Regions from separate parts of the Macaca mulatta genome. Here region 2 is linked to region 1. The links are chromatin contacts, called in public Hi-C maps. All regions are on one chromosome and are shown on one strand. The core of a region is the stretch at or near the end of the contact, and the rest is flanking DNA. Distances in the headings are between cores, read along the strand shown.

What was found. Hi-C and Micro-C count contacts between places; a contact is called where the count stands out from the background.
Region 2: a Hi-C map of CD4 T cells shows a contact between it and region 1, with 7 times the contacts expected there. The contact joins the promoter of DPF3 here to the enhancer-like site in region 1. A contact is called at or near these places in 10 of 14 Hi-C or Micro-C datasets (CD4 T cells, blood, cortical neurons and 6 more).

Annotation. Positions count from the first base shown.
Region 1 is chr7:145,661,061-145,666,360 of T2T-MMU8v2.0, forward strand. It overlaps RGS6 (regulator of G protein signaling 6), which reads left to right. Exons shown (of 16, transcript NM_001265721.1): 14 at 2,359-2,545. Among named protein-coding and RNA genes, the nearest start is that of DPF3, 380 kb to the right of the region's middle. Within about 2 kb of position 3,086, at least 10 of the 40 cell types and tissues checked have an H3K27ac peak or open chromatin away from gene starts, as enhancers often do. A contact at or near this core is called in CD4 T cells and blood, where this site is marked.
Region 2 is chr7:146,037,102-146,042,401 of T2T-MMU8v2.0, forward strand. It overlaps DPF3 (double PHD fingers 3), which reads right to left and starts at 2,753. Exons shown (of 11, transcript XM_015144032.3): 1 at 2,709-2,753. The coding sequence starts at 2,740. LOC114679596 reads right to left here and starts at 2,673. Exons shown (of 2, transcript XM_028851638.2): 1 at 2,120-2,673; 2 at 1,836-2,069. The coding sequence starts at 2,528. The coding sequence ends at 1,975.

The sequences.
Region 1 (5,300 bases), core at 1,836-4,335:
ACTTCGTCTCTGGACACTTGACCCCTTCTGGTCCTTGGAAAAACCAGCACTGGCTTCTTCCTTTAGAGCCAGGTTCCCGCATCGTTCACCTACTGGTCAGACGTGGCCTTCCAGGCAGAGAAAGCCTTGTAGGTGCTCTTGTCAGCAGATGGCCGTTTTCACCTGCAAGCCTCCCAGCCACTTCCTTCTTTTCACGGCAGGCCTGAGAGAGTGGACAGAGGGCCCTACGGAACCTAGGGCAGGCAAGGGAGATGGAGGCAAGGGAGATGGAGGAGACCAGTGCCCCAGCTCGAGAGTCAAGGGCCCACCTGAACAATGAGGCAGGGGAACAGCTCCTTTCAAGCCCTTCCTTCCCCACCATCTCTGGACTCGGGATAAAGGAACACGACTACTTTCCTCTCACCCAGAAGCCAGAAGGACCTGAGCACCCAGGACTTGCGGCTGTCAGAGAGCTGCAGAAGGGCAGGGGACGCCAGATGGCAGCAGCAAGAGCTGGGCAGTAGTATCTGCCCAGGCCACCTGCAGAGAGAGGGCTGGAATCCGAGGGATCACGTTGGGCCAGCACTGAGCCTGTGGCCGCCACACTGACCCTTCCTCAGCTCCCCCTCACAGGACCTGAAAGCATTTCTGAGTTAAGTCTGGATAGCAGGTTTTCCAGAGCCGTGCCACATATCCCTCCATCCACTCGGTGCCCATTTCAGAGATGAAGTGAGAGGCACCCGGAAAGGCACACCAAGGCAAAATACGGCATAGACAGGACGAGGGCAGAGCCTGCTTCCTGATCTGATGGAAGCCGTGAAGCCTTCTCTGCCTTACGCTTGGCTCTACAGGGTCACTGAGGGGTCGCTGTAAGGATATCATCAGAATCCTAAATGGCAAAAAATGGCAAATCAGGGGAAGAGTTGGAGCCCAGCATTTGGGGACACACACACAGACACACATACACTCACACACACATACACACACACACAGTCTGCTCGCCTTGCAGAAATGGGGTTGCATTACTCCAGTCTGCCACTGAGTGGCACCTTTGGGCCATGCACTTGGCTCCAAAGACATTTCTCTGAACAGCAACTGAAAAACATGTTTAACCACCGCCCCCGCCACCCCCCTCGCGCGCATGCACACACACACACACACATACACACACACACACAAAACCCAAGTACATCTTACTTTGGATGAAATTTGATGACAGATTGAATGCACTGTCCGCACTTTCCACCATGTCATGGTTCAACTTTGCTTGTCCCTCCCTTTCTGTTGACTAGACTACCTGTGATTCCCACTGCTGTAGGAACCAGCACAGGACCTACTCTCTTACTCACTGATCGGGGAGCTGGCCTGTCCGTTCACAGGGCAAAGGATATGACAACCAGACCTGGATCCTGCTGCAAGGCTGCCTTGGGAACCATCCTCAAGACCCAGTAGCTGTTGTCCAAGCTTTGGCTCTGGCTGCTGCTGCTCTCAGCAGAAAAGCGCTCCCTGCTCCCATGTGGATGCTGAGGGATTAAACAGACGCAAATATGGAAGTGAGCAGATTTTTCTCTCTTTCCCTCTGCAGAAGGAGAACCATTCTGCAGAGAAATTTTCATGGTATGCCTCTTCAGCATTGTTCCAGATGCGCCCATCTTCACTCTGAAACCCACGTATTGAGCGCCTACTATTTGCCAAGCACCATGCTGAGCACTGATGTGCACTGGCTCAGTTTCTCCATCTATAATAGGAATGGCTGGTTTATTCTTACACAGATAGTCTTTATGATTCCAGGATCCTGCCTCTTCTGTGATCTTTCCTCCATGTTGATGCCATCAGTTGATCCCAACTAGATTTGACAAAGGGACTCACACTGTCTGCATGGTGGCATGTATGTAGCACAGGTATTCTCAACCAGGAGTGAGTTCATCTCCCAGGGGACATGGGGCAATGTTTTGAAACATTTTTAGTTGTCAAAACTTGGGAAGGGGGGTTGCTATTGGCATCTAGTGGGTAGAGGCCAAGGTTGCTGCTAAACATCGTACATTACACAGAATAGCCTCAACAACAAAGAATTATCCAGCCTGAAGTGGCAATAGTGCTGAGGTTGAGAAATCTTCACGTAGAGGGAGAGAAATCTCGTTTTGATAACGAGAAGCACATTGATCTTTTAATATGCAATTCTTTTCTGTTCTGCACAATAGGAACACCTTTGATATTTTCAGCAATCTCCATGGTCTTTGCAGCCCCACACAGTGGCATCAGGGGAGGCTGAGAGATGCAGCAGAATGGATTTCATGGGACATCAGCTCTGGGGCCATCTCCAGCAACATCCCGATGCTGAGCCCTCTGGAACTGACTGTGTTTCTGCTCCCACTTCAGGTTCTGGCTGGCTGTCCAAGATCTTAAGAAACAACCCCTACAGGATGTGGCCAAGAGGGTAGAAGAAATCTGGCAAGAGTTTCTGGCTCCAGGGGCTCCAAGTGCAATCAACCTGGATTCTCACAGCTATGAGATTACCAGTCAAAATGTCAAAGATGGAGGGAGATATACATTTGAAGACGCCCAGGTTTGCTTATCTACTCAAGTGGTTGTCATAAGGTGTTCATTTGTCCACTTCATTGCCTGACCTATTAACATAAGTTCAAGGCATTGTGGGTAGTTAAAATTTCGTATTTGGTTATTTTTAAGTTCATCAGTGGAAATCATTTCAGATAGGTGCACAGCAAAATCCCAGGATCATTTTCCCAGAGGAGTTACGATATTACCTAGAAACCAAAATGTGCAGTTATATGCTTTAGTTGTTCCAGGAAAGCCTCAAAGTGTTTTACAAAATCTGAAGCCTTGTAATAAGTTAGTGGTAGAATCTGGAAACCAGAACACAGCATTGGGGAAGTGGGTGTAGTGAGTTGGCAGGGCCATGAGTCAAACCCACATCTGTCTACCTCTGAAGCCCACACTGATAACCACCTCTCTACACTGCTTCCGCAGTGATCTCCAGCTCTGCAGTGAATAGTTTTTACGCACATCTATATTCCAGGCTCTGCACTATGTGATAAGACACCACAAAGAACAGGCAAAAGCCCGTTCTCAGCGAGGTTACCAGCAAGTGTGGGAGACAGACAAGTAAATGGGCAACTTCAACAGTGCGAAAAGTGCCCCGAATGGGTGAACCCTGGGTTAAAGCAAGCCTGCAGGAGGGACTCCCAACCCTGTAGGACACAATTAGGATGCTCACAGATGCTGATGATGCTGGCTAAAGAAACAGGAACCACCCTAACCAGCAGACTAAATTTTGACGGCTGGAAGGTGCCATTTCTAAAAATAAGCATTGGGTTGGTTTCTTACTTCCTGGCCCCTAATTTCTATTTCCTGTCACCATCCCACACCCAGTGACAGGGCTTAAGATTTTGCTTATCTCCTTGACCCCACTTACGTCTCTCACGTCTAGGGCCCCCGGTAAAGAATTTGGGTAGTTTGCTCTCTTGCAGACATTATTGTCTGATTTAGGAAACTCAGTGTAGCTGCACCAATGCAAATAATGGGGTGAGAACACAGTGTCGCTTATCATCCGGATTTGCCTTGTCATTTGCTCAGAACTTCAAGATGAAAACACCTACCAGCCTCAACACCATAACTATCTTCTTCTCTCCCCTGGTCACGAGCTCCATCGAATGCCTGTGCCAATCATGAAATCATGACTCCTTCATATACCCCTTGCAGCTTGAAAGCAGAATGTTTGAGTCATGAGAGCGCTTTGCTGAGATATTTTTGCTTATGTGTATGTACGTATACTTTGAAGCACCATATTGACATGGTCAGAGAGGAGAGTGACAGGGAAGTTCCATGGGGGTTTCCTGCATGAACGAGCTGAAGCTCAAAGCTCCAATATTTATGAAACACAAGAGGAGTGATACTGGTGAGAACCTTGATGCATCTAGCACAGTGTTACCACTCCAAGCATGACATAGGAGGGATTTATTTTAATTTTCTATTATGAAAACTTTTAAACACTTGGAAAAGTGGAAACAGCAAAACAGCAAACCTTTATAGACCCTCATCCAGCCGTAAAAATCATCAGTACACGTCTGATCTTGCTTTATCTCTAACCCCACCTACTTTTTCACCTGCCACCAAGTTACTTTAAAACAAATCCAAGATATTGCAGCATTTCATCTGTAAACTTAGATATGTATCTTTTACAAAAAGGATCCTTTTGTTTTAACATTGCCACAATATCCTTTATCTCCCTCCCCTTCTCACATCCCCTTGCAATGTATTTGATGAAGGAATTAGATCCTTTGTCCTATAAAGAGTTCCAAGCTCTGGATTTTTCTGATTGCAGCTCTGTGGTACTATTTAGAATGTTCTTCTATCATCTCTCTTTCCTATAAATTAGTTTTTTTAGATATTTAATCAGATTTAGTCTTGATTTTTATGGACAAAACTACTTCATAGATTGTGTGGTGCTCTCCTATCAGAAGGCACATGTCTAGCCACCTCTCTTTTTGCCCTTTTTGCAGATATTGATGTCCATCACTTATATCCATTAGTTAATTAGAGGTTACAAAATGATGACATACTAATTTTATTCTTTCTTCACTTATTAGCTGGAATACTTTCATAAAGAGAAACTTCCCTCCACCACTATGGGATTAACTAGCAGTACAATTCACATAAGAAAAGCAGGATAAATGTTTGATTCTCTCCCTTCGTTTTCCAGTTTTCAAAATGAGTGGTTTACTGTTATCTTCCTATGGTAAACATTAGGGTCTACTGTTTTGATTTTACTATCTTTGTGAACTCATGGGTTTCAACATATGTGCTAGGTTTTAATCTGTTTGCTTATTATTTTTATTGATGCTTGGATTTTGCCATCTCTGGCCAGTTGGCTCTTTCTGGCACAGCCCTAGTGATCTTTGATGTCATCCAAATAGCAAGGAAGCTAAGATATTCCAGTCTTTGCCCTTACCCAGAATAAGCCATTTCTCCAAGGACCCCTGATTCCTCTTAGTGGCAAATGGTATTTAGAGACTAAAATCTAGGCACTTAAGAGTGTTTCATTGTTCCTAGATAGTTTATCATGTCTAGCCCTTTTCAGTTGACAGAGCTAGGAAATGTGTTTTTGTTTATAATAAAAATACATCATGAGTTCATACTGATACTTTTAATTCAAATTCTGACCTACAGGGGATTTTATTTAACCACTCGTTTCTTACATCTGTGCCTCTTTTCTCTACCCTGAGAATCCTGACTTTCAAGGGCACTGTGGATGATAGCATAATTACTCATTTGCTTTATACTACACAGAACAGCCTCTAAAC
Region 2 (5,300 bases), core at 1,503-4,002, 380 kb after region 1:
CGTCCGTGGTGTTGGCTTTTTTTTTTTTTTTTTGGAGGGAAGAGAGAGACTCAGAACGCACACAGAGAAAATGCTAATGTCATTCAGCTCTGTTTCATTGTCAGGAGGGACACATGAGGATAAAAACATAGCTCTCCAAACCATTCTCTCCGCTACCCCTCCTCCCTGCACCACCACCATCCCTTCGGCTGGATGTGTCTCTGCACTTTGTTCTAATTTATCCCATGCATAATTTATTCACGTTTGTATTGTTTCCTGATCAGCAACTTTTAAAAACAAATGAAATATATAAGATGTTTTATTAAACAAGTTGTTTAAAAAAAAAAAAAAGGCAGATGGTGTCCGTCTCCCAATAACAACGTGTGTGCTCCTGCATTAGGAGTTAAAAACTGTCCAGGGTGTGAGAGGCTGGGCTGGTCAGGGGTATTGTTTACACCCCTTTACCCCCAGGGAAAGGGTCTGGGAAGCAGAAAGGAATGGCTAATTATAAATGACCACTCAACTCCCACCTAGAAAAAGCAAGCAGGGGCGTTGTGTGTATGCTAGTGTGTGCATGCGTGTGGCGGCACAATTACAAATACATCACATTGCAACTGTTTCTAATTATACAAAGTACAATTCAGAACTAATTCCCCTAACCAGCCGGGATTCCACCACCTTCTTTCCCCCCGTCTGTCCCTTCCCCCACCCTTAACCCCACCCTACACAGACTCCCTCCCCAAACGCGCACCCTACTGTGATCCAAAAAAACCCTGGAGCGAGCAGGGGAACACTGAAGCTTAGAGATACTGCGCCCGCCCGCGCGAAAGCGGGCTCCCGGGTAAGTAGGGTACGGCTTTCCCAGTAGGAAACAAACCTGGTGCACATGTGAAATAGATTCTCTAACTTGAGTTTACCAGGTGGCATCAGCCTGGTTATGTGATTTCGGCTGGATATGGGGAAACTGCAAATCAGTTGTGGGTTCGGTAGAGACAGCATCAGCGGTGTTGCAGCGAAAGCAACCGGCAGCGAGGATGCGGCGAAGTTACGCCCATTTATTCTGCCATAAAACATTTTCTTTCTTGGATGAAACGCTGTGGCGTTCAAGTGCAGTGTATCCGAGCTTCCGAGGCAGAACTGAAGCCGGGAGCTCCTATCTGCTCAGCCTCAGCTTCCAACGTCCTCTTAACGGCAGCTTTCATATAAATATCTTTGAAACCTGGGGCATTCCTACCCGTTTCCCTATTTCTGGTGGGCGACGAGCTGGTGCAAACACGTCTGATTCTCCCTGTGCATTCCTTTGCGTTAGGAACCCCCCTACCGTCTCCGGGAGCGAACCTGGTTTTCAACTCCAGGAGTGGCGAGGGGTGAAGACGAGAATGCGCTGAATTAAAAGAAGCAGGGTCGACAGTGGCCACGCACCAGGGAGAATTCGGCACGAACCGCCCCCTACCCGGCCCGCACCTCCCTCTCCCCCTCTTTGCCTGCGGCTTCGTCCGGGCGGGGAAGTCCCGGTCGAAGGGGTGCGGACCCCCAGCCCACCTCGAATACGGAGGGAGCCACCCTCTGCCGACATCACCCAATAGCACCCCTTTCAGAGCGACACTAGTTTTCCGAGGCCACCCTTGGCTCCGCGATCGCGAGCGGACTTGGCGGCTTAACAGTTCCACCGACTGGAAGGAAGGAAGGAAGGAAGCCAGGATGAAAAGGAGGAGGAAGGCAGGCAGGCAGGCAGAAATTGGCTGTTGGACCCGGGGCTGGCCCCCGCGAGTGCTCGCCCGGCCCGCCCCACTCTGTCCAGGATCTGGACAAGCGCTCAAAGTCTCCCCGGGGCGGCCAGAGGCACCTGCCCCTCGCCCGGCCGGGAGCAGACGCTGCCCCCTCGGGCCAGGAGCCCCAAAACCGCCTCTCCGCCTGCCTCGGCGCCTCACCCAGAGGTGGCGAGAACACCATTCATAAGACCTGCGGCTTCCCTGCCTCCAAATCCACCCCAAGTTAACCCGAGTCGTTAATCCACTGCAGCCAGGTTGCTCGCAAACACACGAGCAGACACACGCGCGGTCGCCCGGAGCGCCTCCGAGATCCGGGGGCTGCCGGGGAAAGCCCGGGGCGACCACCTGGGACCCAGCGCGCCCGGGACCCGCTGCTTCCCCCTCGGTGCTCCCAACTCCGGAAGGTTTGCACAAACTCCCCGCGAGCGATCGGAAGGCGAAGAGCGCCCTGCAAACTCCGGAGCCTCCGCGGTGCGTCCGCCGGACCCAGCAGACCCAGCGGCGGGGCGGGGGCCGCGGGCTTGGGGGTGCAGGGCTCGGCCAAGTGCACCGAGGCAGTCCCGGCCCGACGCTCGCCCCCCGCCCGGCCGCCCCCGGAGCCTCGCTCCCTGCCCGCGAGGCGGGGGACTCCAGGGACCGCGCTGTCCCCGAGCTCCCGCGACCCCCCTGCTGTAGAGCGCTCGAGCGCCGGGCTCCTCCGCCGGCAACCCCTATCTCTCGCTCTCTCTGCAATTTAGCAGAACACAAATGTAACAATTTTCTTCTTGTTAATTGCATCTCCTGACATTTCTGCGCGTTGGGGGAAAAAAAAGAAGTAAGAGCTGAAAGAAGAGAGAAGCCCCGCCGCGGCTGGAGGCGCCTGCAAGCGCAAGCACTGGCAGCGCTCGCCACGCAGAAGGCGCCTTTTTTTTCATATTGAAACCACGCGGAATATGTACATTTTTTAGTCTTACTTACGCTTTCAGGGGGTTGTGAATGACAGTCGCCATTTTGCTACAATGTAACAGAATATTGTCTGTCTCAGAGTTCTAAAGGTTCGCTCAGGGGAAGCGACAGGCCAATCAGAGCGCGGGATACCGGCCCGCCGGCCAATCGGCGCGGCTGGTCGCCAGGTGGGCGGGGCCTGCTCGGTGGTAGTTATTAGGGGAGCTGTCAAAGCCCAGAGGTCACTCCCTTTTGTAGAGCCCGAGAGCCAGCAGGTCTTAAAGGGGAAGTACCGCGTTGGCAGCTCCTTTTCGGGCTGGGGAAAGTGGAGACGCACGGGAGAATATTATAGTTTGGTTCAACTCCCTACTTTTCTAAATAACTGCAGAGTTTGCGCTCCTGGACAGAAATATTTCAATATTGCCAGCAAGCCACTGAATCCTATTCATTAGCTTTTGGCTTTGCATATCAACATTTTTAATCCCCCAAAGGGTAAATCCCCGTGTTTCAGTACAAAAGTTGGAAGGCTGCCGTTTCGTGTAACAAATTACTTCGTGTGCTTTGCCGTTTGCTAATGCTCTGGGTCCTGCTGCTTTTTAATATTCTTATTCCCGAAGTGTTCTCTTTATCTCCGCCACCTTCCTCTCTCGCTTCTTGGAACTGCCGCTGCTGTTCCTGGCGACTCCAGGACAGCAACTCACCCTCCCCCTGGAATGCCTCAATGTCAGGCTCACTCCCTCCTGCAGCCAGGGCTTTCTTTACGTAGTGCAGGGGGGTTACTCTGCGCGGTCCGCCGCTACCACCCCTTCTGTTCTGCTCCCTACACCAGAAACTTCCAAAATGCTCAGATTCCTGCTCGGTGGTGCGACCTGGAGCTCTGACCTTTAGGCTTAGAGGTAGGGAGGACTTCAGGCAACCTTTGGAAACTTTCTACTACTAGGAAGCAAGTGCCTAGGCAGAAGTCGTAGAGCCTGGACTGGGTGTTGTCAGAGTCCCTTTAGAGGAGTGGCACACGCGATTCTGACGTCACCTTTCACTACTTAGAAGGTGGAAAGAATTTGCTAGTGAATAATCCGATGTGACCCGAGGCGTCCAAAGAGTCTGTGTCTGCTTCAAGTCAGTGTGAACTCTTCACTGGCGAGCCCCTGACAAAATTGGGAGACTTCTGCGAAGTCAGGCTTCCACTGGGCACCGGGAAGCTCTGCGTGGATGAAATCGCATTAAATCGATAATAGGGTAGGGGCCTCGTTAGCATACAGAAGTCTGGCTACCATTCCAAAGCTGTTTAATCAGGTCAAATAGCTAAGATAGTGGGGGAGGGGTGGCAAGGGGAGAGAAGTTGCCAAATTGCCAGTTCAAAGCTATGCCCTCTCACTTCCTTTTGCTCCTCTCAAGACAATGAATAAAATAAAATAAACATTCCAGAATTTCAAGAGTTCAACTACATACGCTATTAGATTTACAGATAAACAGAAAGTGACTGAATAACTGTTTGTAATAGATTTGAAATCTTTAACTCCTCTCTGCCTATTTAATAAGCAGAATCAAGTTCTACAGATTCCTTTGTAAATTCTTTGCATAGCATCTTGGCAGCGATTACAGTTTGAAAAAGTTATCTCCGAGACGGGTGGATCACGAGGTCAGGAGATCGAGACCATCCTGGCTAACCTAGTGAAACCCCATCTCTACTAAAAAATACAAAAAACTAGCCGCGCGAGGTGGCGGGTGCCTGTAGTCCCAGCTACTCGGGAGGCTGAGTCAGGAGAATGGCATAAACCCAGGAGGCGGAGCTTGCAGTGAGCTGAGATCCAGCCACTGCACTCCAGCCTGGGCAACAGAGCAAGACTCCGTCTCAAAAAAAAAAAAAAAGAGTTATCTCCTTTTCCAAAATTAAAGTTTGAAAAATCCCTTCTTTACTAATTTGACAAGGGATTGGTTCAAAAGTCTATACTTGACATCACTGAAAAGCAAGCCCTGTATTTTCACCCAAGAAGTATGAGTTTGAAGTATCAGTCAGAAGTCCCACTAACCTCTTTGAGGTATCAAAGACACAACAATTCAGATTGATAGACAACAACGCATTTTCTTACACACAGCCTGATAAAGTAGGAAATGTAGAGCCTCCCCTAAACAAGATTTACAATTTAATGGGGGAAGAGAGAAGAAATGAATTTATATTACATATTAAAACACATACTCTAAGCATGTACATATCATTTATTGTGTTAAAGCCTGCAAGCAGAAACCAGCATAATCTCTAACTACCTAACAAACTTGAAAATGTCAAATCAGATTTATTGATTGGATTGGAAAATAGTGAATTAAAGACAGTACTTTAAAAAAAAAAAAAAGGATAGACTTGTTTTTTGTAATCCAATGGAAAGTCATTTTAACTCTATCAATACAGTTATGACTTTTAAAGAAACAGTTATATTTAACATAAAAGAATTATTTTAACTTTAGTGTTCATATTATAGATCAAAATATAAAGTTTTTTGTTGTTGTTGTTGTTTTTTACCAGAAGGTTCAAAAGCAAAGGGGCATAGAGCAGGCATGTTTAAAGAAGACAGTATCCTTAAACAGAGTTTTGGAGAAGTTTAGCAGTTCTGGGGCAATTTCATAGTG